2 separate regions of the Triticum aestivum genome follow, and region 2 is linked to region 1. A link is a contact called in public Hi-C data. All regions are on one chromosome and are shown on one strand. The core of a region is the stretch at or near the end of the contact, and the rest is flanking DNA. Distances in the headings are between cores, read along the strand shown. Region 1 holds the start of LOC123138292 (endoglucanase 7). Region 2 holds the start of LOC123134553 (U-box domain-containing protein 21).

The links. Hi-C and Micro-C count contacts between places; a contact is called where the count stands out from the background.
Region 2: a contact with region 1 is called in a Hi-C map of leaf, with 3 times the contacts expected there. The contact joins the promoter of LOC123134553 here to the promoter of LOC123138292 in region 1. A contact is called at or near these places in 2 of 5 Hi-C or Micro-C datasets (both in leaf).

Annotation. Positions count from the first base shown.
Region 1 is chr6B:611,555,380-611,559,808 of IWGSC CS RefSeq v2.1, reverse strand. It overlaps LOC123138292 (endoglucanase 7), which reads left to right and starts at 1,441. Exons shown (of 4, transcript XM_044558241.1): 1 at 1,441-2,313; 2 at 2,963-3,163; 3 at 3,899-4,153; 4 at 4,251-4,429. The coding sequence starts at 1,846.
Region 2 is chr6B:612,176,805-612,181,248 of IWGSC CS RefSeq v2.1, reverse strand. It overlaps LOC123134553 (U-box domain-containing protein 21), which reads right to left and starts at 2,949. Exons shown (of 1, transcript XM_044553784.1): 1 at 1,264-2,949. The coding sequence starts at 2,858. The coding sequence ends at 1,494.

The sequences.
Region 1 (4,429 bases), core at 192-2,691:
TACGCCACATGGGAGAGACGGAGAGAGCTACCGGAGAAGTTTCCAAGGGATCGGGTACTAGTCTAGCAGTAGTTTACGGTTTGGCAAAGCACATATCGTTGTATAAACCGTGCATCTATCCATGAACCTGCCTACCAGTACCAGATAGATGTACCCATGCATGTATCTAGGGTCTAGGCTGGCAATAGGATTGCGCAGCCGGTGGAAGAAAAGGGAGGCATCAAATCGTTGCCGCCGGGGAGTCCCTGTCCGGCCACGGGGAAACGAATCGCTATTTTCACTTTCACCACGGGGAAAAGGGGGTCACCTTTCGCTTTCACGTACACGCACGAGAGCAGATGGGGAAAGGACGTATGCCTGTAGAAGAAGCTAGCCCTGTATACTTGCATGTACATATATTCGTTTTGCAGAATATATGGTGCAGCTTAATCAGCTCGTACTATACAGTTTGTTGATCATTGATAGTAGTACCTGGCTAGCCCAACCTAATAATCATCTTGCTAGAATTAGCAATCGATCTAGTGGTGGATGCATGTAGTGCTGTATTATCATCGCGAAACATGGTGCAACCGTCAGCTGACTACACGATTGACCAACCGATCGTGGAGAAACATGCTCGCCCCCGACAAAACATGCCCTGCCCCGGCGCCCGGCCGGAACAATAATCTCACGGCACACACAAAGCTTATAATTTGCCTATAGTTAAACGTACTTCAGCCAACCACTTATAACTACCGAGTATGTTTTTCCACGGGAGGTAGCGAGAGAGAGAGAGAAAAATACGAGTCTTTTTAGAGCATGGTTAATAGTATAGCCAGCTGCTGGCTATAAGCCAGTGTCATGTCATATACAGCTTATCTTATAGCCAACATGTACAATAATAGATTAAAAGATTGTACTATTTTTTTATTATGTGACCCATCTTTCATTCTCACAAAGTGCCTAAGAGCACGTGCTAGAGCTGACTCTTCACGAAGAGCCCGCTTACCTTCTCTTTCCTCCAACTAAGCAGAAATATACTAGTTTATTTTTTATAGCCCGCCGACTCGGCTCTATTGTACTTGCTCTTACCAGACCGGCCGCCTGACCTAGATAGCTTGCCTGCTAAGATTTCACGGCGAAATGAAAGCCTGTTACAGGCCACCGGCCGGCCAGTCGATCGACCGGCGACTTGGCCCGAAGGAACTACGCCGGTCGCACGCGTGTTTCGGCCATGTGTTGGTACCTGGCGGTACGTGCCCGGCTGGCCCCAACCGACTCACGTGTACGCGCGCTCTGAAAAGCCCCGGCCGCGCTACACGTATACGCGCGTCCCGGTCAAAATCTGCTCCGCTTGCGTGCGTCGTCGCTAACCCAAAACCCAACCCAACCATCTGTTTCAATCTCCCCTGCCTCACCAAACAAACGATACAAAACCCGAACGAGTCCACCCCCTCCAACTCCAAAACGCAGCTTCGCTCCCTCATATTTGCATCGTTTCTTTCCTGCCTGCCTGCTCCTCTCCTGCTATCTACTCCTATCTCTAGAGTTTTATATTCCCCCGGCGCGGCCCGGCCGCCGAACCGGTTCAACGCGGTGCGCGTGCGTGTGCTGGACCCGGACGCCGGCCGCGAATATAAGCGCGCCAGGCCACGGCCTCAGGTCGGAGGACACTGCCCCGCCCTGCTCGCCACACAGCACACAACGCACAACGGCGGGAGAGAGATAACACAAACACCTACGCTCGCACACAGGCAAAGCTAGCAGAGCCGGCAGAGGGCGGCGCAGCGGTGATCACAGGGCGCGCCCGGGGCACGCACAAGCGAGGAAGGCACACCAACAATCCGAGGAGCACCTTCTTGCGCAATGAGATCAGGGGGCGCCACCGCCGTAATCTTGTCTCGCCGTCTCGGGGCCGTGTCGCTGCTGGTGCTGCTTCTGATCGCGGCGGCGGCGGAGGGGAGCAAGAGCGGGAGCGGCGACGGCAAGGCGCACAACTACGAGGAGGCGCTGCGGAAGAGCCTGCTCTACTTCGAGGCGCAGCGGTCGGGGCGGCTGCCGCACGGGCAGCGGGTACCGTGGCGCGACCACTCGGGCCTCACCGACGGCCTGGAGCAGGGGGTGGACCTGGTGGGCGGCTACTACGACGCCGGCGACCACGTCAAGTTCGGCCTGCCCATGGCCTTCACCGTCACCATGCTGTCATGGAGCATGATCGAGTACGGCGACGACGTCGCGGCGGCCGGCGAGCTCGCGCACGCGCTCGAGGCCATCAAGTGGGGCACCGACTACTTCATCAAGGCGCACACACAGCCCGACGAGCTATGGGCCGAGGTACGTAGCACTCCACGAGCCGACCGACGACGGCGATCATGCGTCACCTCCATCCATCCCCTAGCTATAGCTAGCTCATACTCCCTCCGTCCGAAAATACTTGTCATCAAAATGGACACAAAAGGATGTATCTAGAACTATAGTTCTAGATACATCCTAGTTCTAGATACATCCTTTTGTGTTCATTTTGATGACAAGTATTTTCGGACGGAGGGAGTAGCTGTGTTCAGATACGATCGATCATGACATGCATGAGATGAGACCGACCGGCTCCAAGCTAGCTGTTGCGCAAGCAAGCCAGTGATCGTTCCAAGAAAGAAAGAGAGAGACCAATTCAATTCAATTATGCACACCTAGCTACCTTGTTGCACTTTGATCAATTATACGTACATCTTTTCTTTAGAAATATCGATTATATGTGGTATTTTCTGGTTAGGGGAGAAAAGAAAAAGGTTCTTTCTGGTGAATAACAACAAGCGTGTTAGGTAGGCGGCCAGTTTGATTTGATGAACGTACGTACCAACGAACGGCAGCACTAAACTATTTTCTTCCATCCACACATGGCGTGCATATGTTTCAAAGCTTCGTCGGTCGTCGTCCATGATGCACCAGAGCCGTCGGATTAATCTCCTAGCTTTTTCTTGAACAGGTGGGAGACGGCGACACGGACCACTACTGCTGGCAGCGGCCGGAGGACATGACGACGTCGCGGCAGGCGTACAAGGTCGACCGCGACCACCCCGGCTCCGACGTCGCCGGCGAGACGGCGGCCGCCATGGCCGCCGCCTCCATGGTCTTCCGCAAGTCGAACCCGCACTACGCCCACCTCCTCCTGCACCACGCCCAGCAGGTACACACTCTAGATACAGACAGCGTACACGTTGACGTAGTGCATGCGAGGTCTGGCGTGGAAAAATGCAAGAAAAATATCGGTGCAAGTTTGGAGCACAGCGTAGTACCAGTCTGTCTGCGTACCGGATTTTGGAACATAGCGTACGAGTGTTGGTGGCGTTGGTCAAGGGGCGCCGGTCTTTTCATGGGTGGTGTGAGGTGTGTTCTTTTCTTGTGCCCTGTGCCGCACATGCCAAGTTGCCAACAGCTCGACGCCATCGACGTCGATCGATCGGGCGGGAAAATGGAGATTTTTCTCTTCTGTCGGCTCGGCTCGTTTCGTAGGGGCTGTCTGGCTGCCGTGTGGGGCCGGCGTGCAACCTCTATCTGGTGGACGGGGAACTTTCCATTTGCTGCCTCCGGGCATGATTAGGTGGCCAGTTCAATCCCATGTTGAACCAGCGGCTTAACTGGGAAATTATTAGGAAGCGGTCGGTCGTCGTGTCATCATGTGCTAATTGAACCGGTCCGTATTCACACTCACTGGCCTCGCTACCTACCTGCTGCTTTTCAAGTGTCAACTATAAAAATGCATCAATGAATGATAGATACATATGCAACCTTAATTATTCTTAGGGCTTTTTATTTTTTTATTTTTAAACTGATGATAGTGTATGCAATCTTACTGGTTGTTGGGTGTTCGTACGTGCACGTTGGCTGATGTTTGCTTTCGCTTTTGCGAACGTGCGTGCAGCTGTTCGAGTTCGCGGACGGGTACAGGGGCCAGTACGACAGCAGCATCGCGGAGGTGAAGAGCTACTACGCGTCGGTGAGCGGGTACAAGGACGAGCTGCTGTGGGCCGCCCTCTGGCTCCACCGCGCCACCGGCAAGGCCGCCTACCTCGACTACGTCGTCCACAACGCCCACGACTTCGGCGGCACCGGCTGGGCCATCACCGAGTTCAGCTGGGACGTCAAGTACGCCGGTGTCCAGATCCTCGCCGCAAGAGTAAGCCAGCATCTACTACGCACTATGGTTGGCACTGGCAGACAGTAGTCATCAGGTGAACGATCACTGACGAAAATGGCTCTCTTATTAATTTCAGCTGCTTCTGAGGGGAGAGCACACGGCGGAGCAGAAGAGGACGCTGGAGCGGTACCAGGCCAAGGCGGAGCACTACGTGTGCGCGTGCCTGGGCCGGAACGCGGCCGGCGGCGAGGACGCCAACGTGGAGCGGAGCCCGGGCGGGATGCTCTACATCCGGCAGTGGAACAACATGCAGTA
Region 2 (4,444 bases), core at 1,700-4,199, 620 kb before region 1:
GTCACCTCCGGCCTCTGCATCAAACTGATGCGTGCAGTCATATTATTAAGCAAAAGTTTCAAAAGGTCCGTGGTTCAGTGCAAGCTCACACGGAGCTAAAATGAAGGTAAAAGTTGACACGACTGGCGAAAATAGCACGAGATAAATAAACACCTGGCCTATTACTAGACTGCCATCCAAACCGATTGTAAATACCACGTGCTACCATTTTTCACCGGATACACCCAATAGCCAAAAGTTCTCAGGCTTTCGAAAGAGTGAGTGACGACCACGTACGGATCCAAGCAATGACCCTGTATATAACTTGAAGAAAATTATAAGAGTTAAATAAGATGAGGACATATATTATTTGGTCTGGTTCTCCAAAAGAAGAATCGCGTAGAACCACCATTTATGTCCATGGTTCCCATTTGGGTGGCTAACATTTACCACCACCTCACACCACACACGCACACACCATATCTTGATTTTGCCGCCGTGAGATTTACATCCATTGCTCCAAACACCGAACCCGACACCTTCGTCACCGTCACCGTCACTCAACTCGTCCATCCATCGCTCAACAACAAGCCGCCACCCACCTTTCTCATCTACTCCCTCCGTTTCAAAATAATTGTCTTTCTAGAGATTTCAATAAGTGACTACATACGGAGCAAAATGAGTGAATCTACACTCTAAAACATGTCTACATACATTCGTATGTTGTAGTCCATTTGAGATGGCTAGAAAGACAATTATTTTGGAACAGAGGGAGTAGTTGTCATGAATCTTTTGACCATCACCTGTTCCAAAAACCCTAACCCGTTAGGCTAGTATCTAAAAGAAGAGAACGGGTACGAGAAATTTGTTGGCACTCAAAATACTTCTCAAGCGTATGATTAGTAGTGAGTCTAAATTTTTACCCCATTACATCCATGATCTAATATGCAAGGAGGTTCTATTTTAAGTAGTACAAAATTAAAAAAAATCATGGTATCATCAATTATATATATGGTCTTGTTTCATAAACTAGAAAAATTGCATGTCTGAAGTTTCAAAAGATCATAAACACACAAATAAACTGAAACATGTCCTTGCAAAAATTGCTAGAAATATGACCATTTTTTTAAGTACGCAAAAATATTTTATGATACATTTGCAGTAAATAAATTATGTAGTGTGCACGGCGGATTTTGCACTTTTGTGTTTTATTTATTGCTCAGTTTGCTAATTTTCATTTTTTTTTGCCAACATTCACCAAGTTCAAGTTTTTTGTTCCGGGGATCAATCTCAAGTTTCTACCTGTTGCATGGATGATTCTTTTCATATATTTTTCACAACTTGTAGATGTCCTTTTTTGCCTAATTTTGAGTGGAACCGTATATTCCCAGGTTCCAAAAATACTCCCCCTTGAGCACGGTAGTTCTTCCAAAGAGAGAGAGAGAGAATCTAAACCTAATTGTGTCTGCATGGTTCTATCCACATCGATCGTAACCAAGTTCCAATATGCACACTCAGAAGGGTCTCTTGAGCGCCTTGAAATCCAGCGTGTCGATGCACTCGGCGCCGTCCCTGGATCCATTGAGAAGCCTGAGCAGTTCGCTCGCCCGCTCCTTGGTGGCGCCCTCGCAGCCCACCTGCAGCAGCAGGAGCAGCTTCTGGAACGCGCCGACCTGCAGCGCCTCGGCCTTGCACCCGCCGCTATCCGCCGCGAAGTTCTTGCACAGCCGCCACAGCGCCGACACGGCGAACTCCGTCGCCATGTCGGACACGTGCTGCATCTTCTTCACGATCACCGGCACGGCCAGCGCCTGCGCGTACGCCTCGTCGCGGCCCTTGCATGTGAGGAGCAGACTGTCCAGCAGGGCCAGCGCCTTCTCCGTCGTGCCCTTGTCGGCGTCCACCAGCAGTTCGAGGAGGAGCCGCACCGCGCCGAGGTCGACGAGTCGGGACGCGGCGAGCTCGGCGTGCATGGCGAGGTAGTACGCGGTTACCAGCGCCGCCTTGGTGGCCTGGGGCGAGACGGGTTTCTCCAGGAGCTTGACGAGCGCCGCGTATATGCCGGTGGTCTTTGACATCGCCTCGAGGCACTGCCTGTCGGATGAGGAGGCGATCTCGCGGAGAACGACGACGGCGCTGACCCGCGCTAGGGGCTCGCTGTGGGAGAGGATAGACACGACGGATTCCAGCGACGTTGGGGAGGCAATGTGGCCCCTGGACTCCACGTCAAGAGGCAAGAACACGACCATCGCCGCCAGGATCTCCTCTAGGGCCGTCGATGGCACCACCCGCTGGCCGGCAAGATGGCAGTACGTTGAGGAGAGCGCGCGGGCGGCGCTGGCGGACACGAAGCACCGGCGGTTGCGCTCGCTCTCCTTCCCGAGCGCCCTGGCCCTCGCCACCAGCTCCCGGCACCTCGGCCCATCGCCGCGCCTCGCGGCAGCGGACACGGCCGCAAGGAGCTCGGACGCGTCGAAGGCAGAGATCGGGACACGGGGCGTGGGCACGCGCTCTACCCCGAGTCCCCGGTTGGCGACGCACCACTCCTGGATCACCCTCCTCGTGGCATGGTTAGGTACGAGCTCCTCCAGCCGCAGCGGCCGGCCGGTCACGGGGCACGTGGCGTGGCCGCGCTCCAGCCACCCCTCCACGCTCTCCCGGTCGTAGGTGATCCCCGTCGGCGCCGTCACGGGGTCCCGCATCATGTCGAGCGATATCGGGCACAGGAAGTGGGTCGGTACGGCAGGCTCCGACTCGGCGGCGGCGACCAACATCGGCTGCTGCCACGTCCGCCTGATAGCGAGCGGTATCTCGGCCGGAGCGCCACGCGCCGCGCCGCGGAACGCGCGGGCGCGGAAGCGGGGCAGCGGCGTGACCATAGACGGTCGCGGCACGTAGAAGAAAGCGGCGATCGAGCTGGCGTGATATCAGGCGGTGCGCCGGAGCCGACGACGAGAATGGCGGCTGACGATGATTGCCTTTTGGATGGGGTGAGGTGAAAATGGCGTGATATATAGGTTGTGGACGGCAATGTTGAACGTGTGCGTGCGTTTGTTTGAACGGCGAGAGCGAGGGAGGGAAAAAGAAAGGACGGGCGGGGGCGGGGCGGAGACTGACTGGGGAAGGGAGCGTTTGTTCCTTGGGATTGGGGTTTGAATGTTGACCGTTGAACGTTTGAATTGTACACTTGCTTTTGTTTTGAGAAGAGATGGAGAATGGTATTTGGCTCCGTGCAGTGCAGTGCAGCTAGCCTCGTTTGTGTTCTAGTTTTTGTTTGGAGGCGGCATTTGAAATGTTTCATCCTCCACATGCAAATTGAACCGGCGAATCGGCATCTTGGCGGCTTAGTGCTCGGTTTTTTAAAACCATGGCTTGGATTGAGAAAACTAGATGGTGAGCAAATTATCTGAATTAGATGTTTTTAGTGATTTAAAGAAATTTTAATTTAAGTTCCCGACTCTAACTTTAGTGTTTCGACGGGTCGTGGAATTTTATTTTAAAATGGCGGAATGTAAATTATTTAAAAATGGCGGGATGTAAACACTTAAATATTTCCTCGCCATAAACATGGTTCTTTGGGCAGATTTTGCGAACCTGACATGGTAATGCCAAGCTGAGGCCAAATAAGTATTATATTTTTGTATTAATAATATTTATTTTATTTGGAATAAATAAAGTATTTTATTTGTTTGAAGTAAATATACAATAATAATAATAGGTGTATCAAGCTTTTGCAATAGGGCTACCATGAAAAAATGCAACCAAATCATAGCCCAATTGTCAAGGTTTTAGCAGCCCATCGAGTCAGGTTGCCCTCGCCCAGGTGTAGCCTAGAATGAATAGTTGGCCTTGTCAAGTTTACGTGGAATGCATGCCTAACTTTTTAGATGGAAGTCTCAAAATTGACTCAGTTTTAAACTTGGTAAACCACTCAACTACCTAAAGGACCATTGTTAAGGAACATGAAATAAGAAACAAAAAACGGAAAAGCGAGGATACCAGTGTCGGTGTCAAAACCGGCAGATCTCGGGTAGGGGTTCCCAAACTATGCGTCTAAGGATCGAAGATAACAAGGAGGCAGGGGAACGATGTTTACCCAGGTTCGAGCCCTCTTAATGGAGGTAATACCCTACTTCCTGCTTGATTGACTTTGATGAGTATAGGGGTTACAAGAGTTGATATACCTCAAGATCGTAATGGCTAAATCCTAGATGTCTAGCATGTATGATTGTGATCTCCCCTATCGATTAAAGCCTCTAGTTTATATAGATACCGGTGGGATCTAGGGTTGTACAGAGTCGGTTATAAAGAAAGGAAAGTACATGATCCGAACGCCAAGCTTGCCATCCACGCAAACGAGAGTCCCATCCGGACACGGGGGAGATCCTTCTATCTCGTATCTTCACGGCCCATCAGTCCGGCCAATGTCACATAAGCCGGCTTCCTGAGGAACCCATAGTCCAGG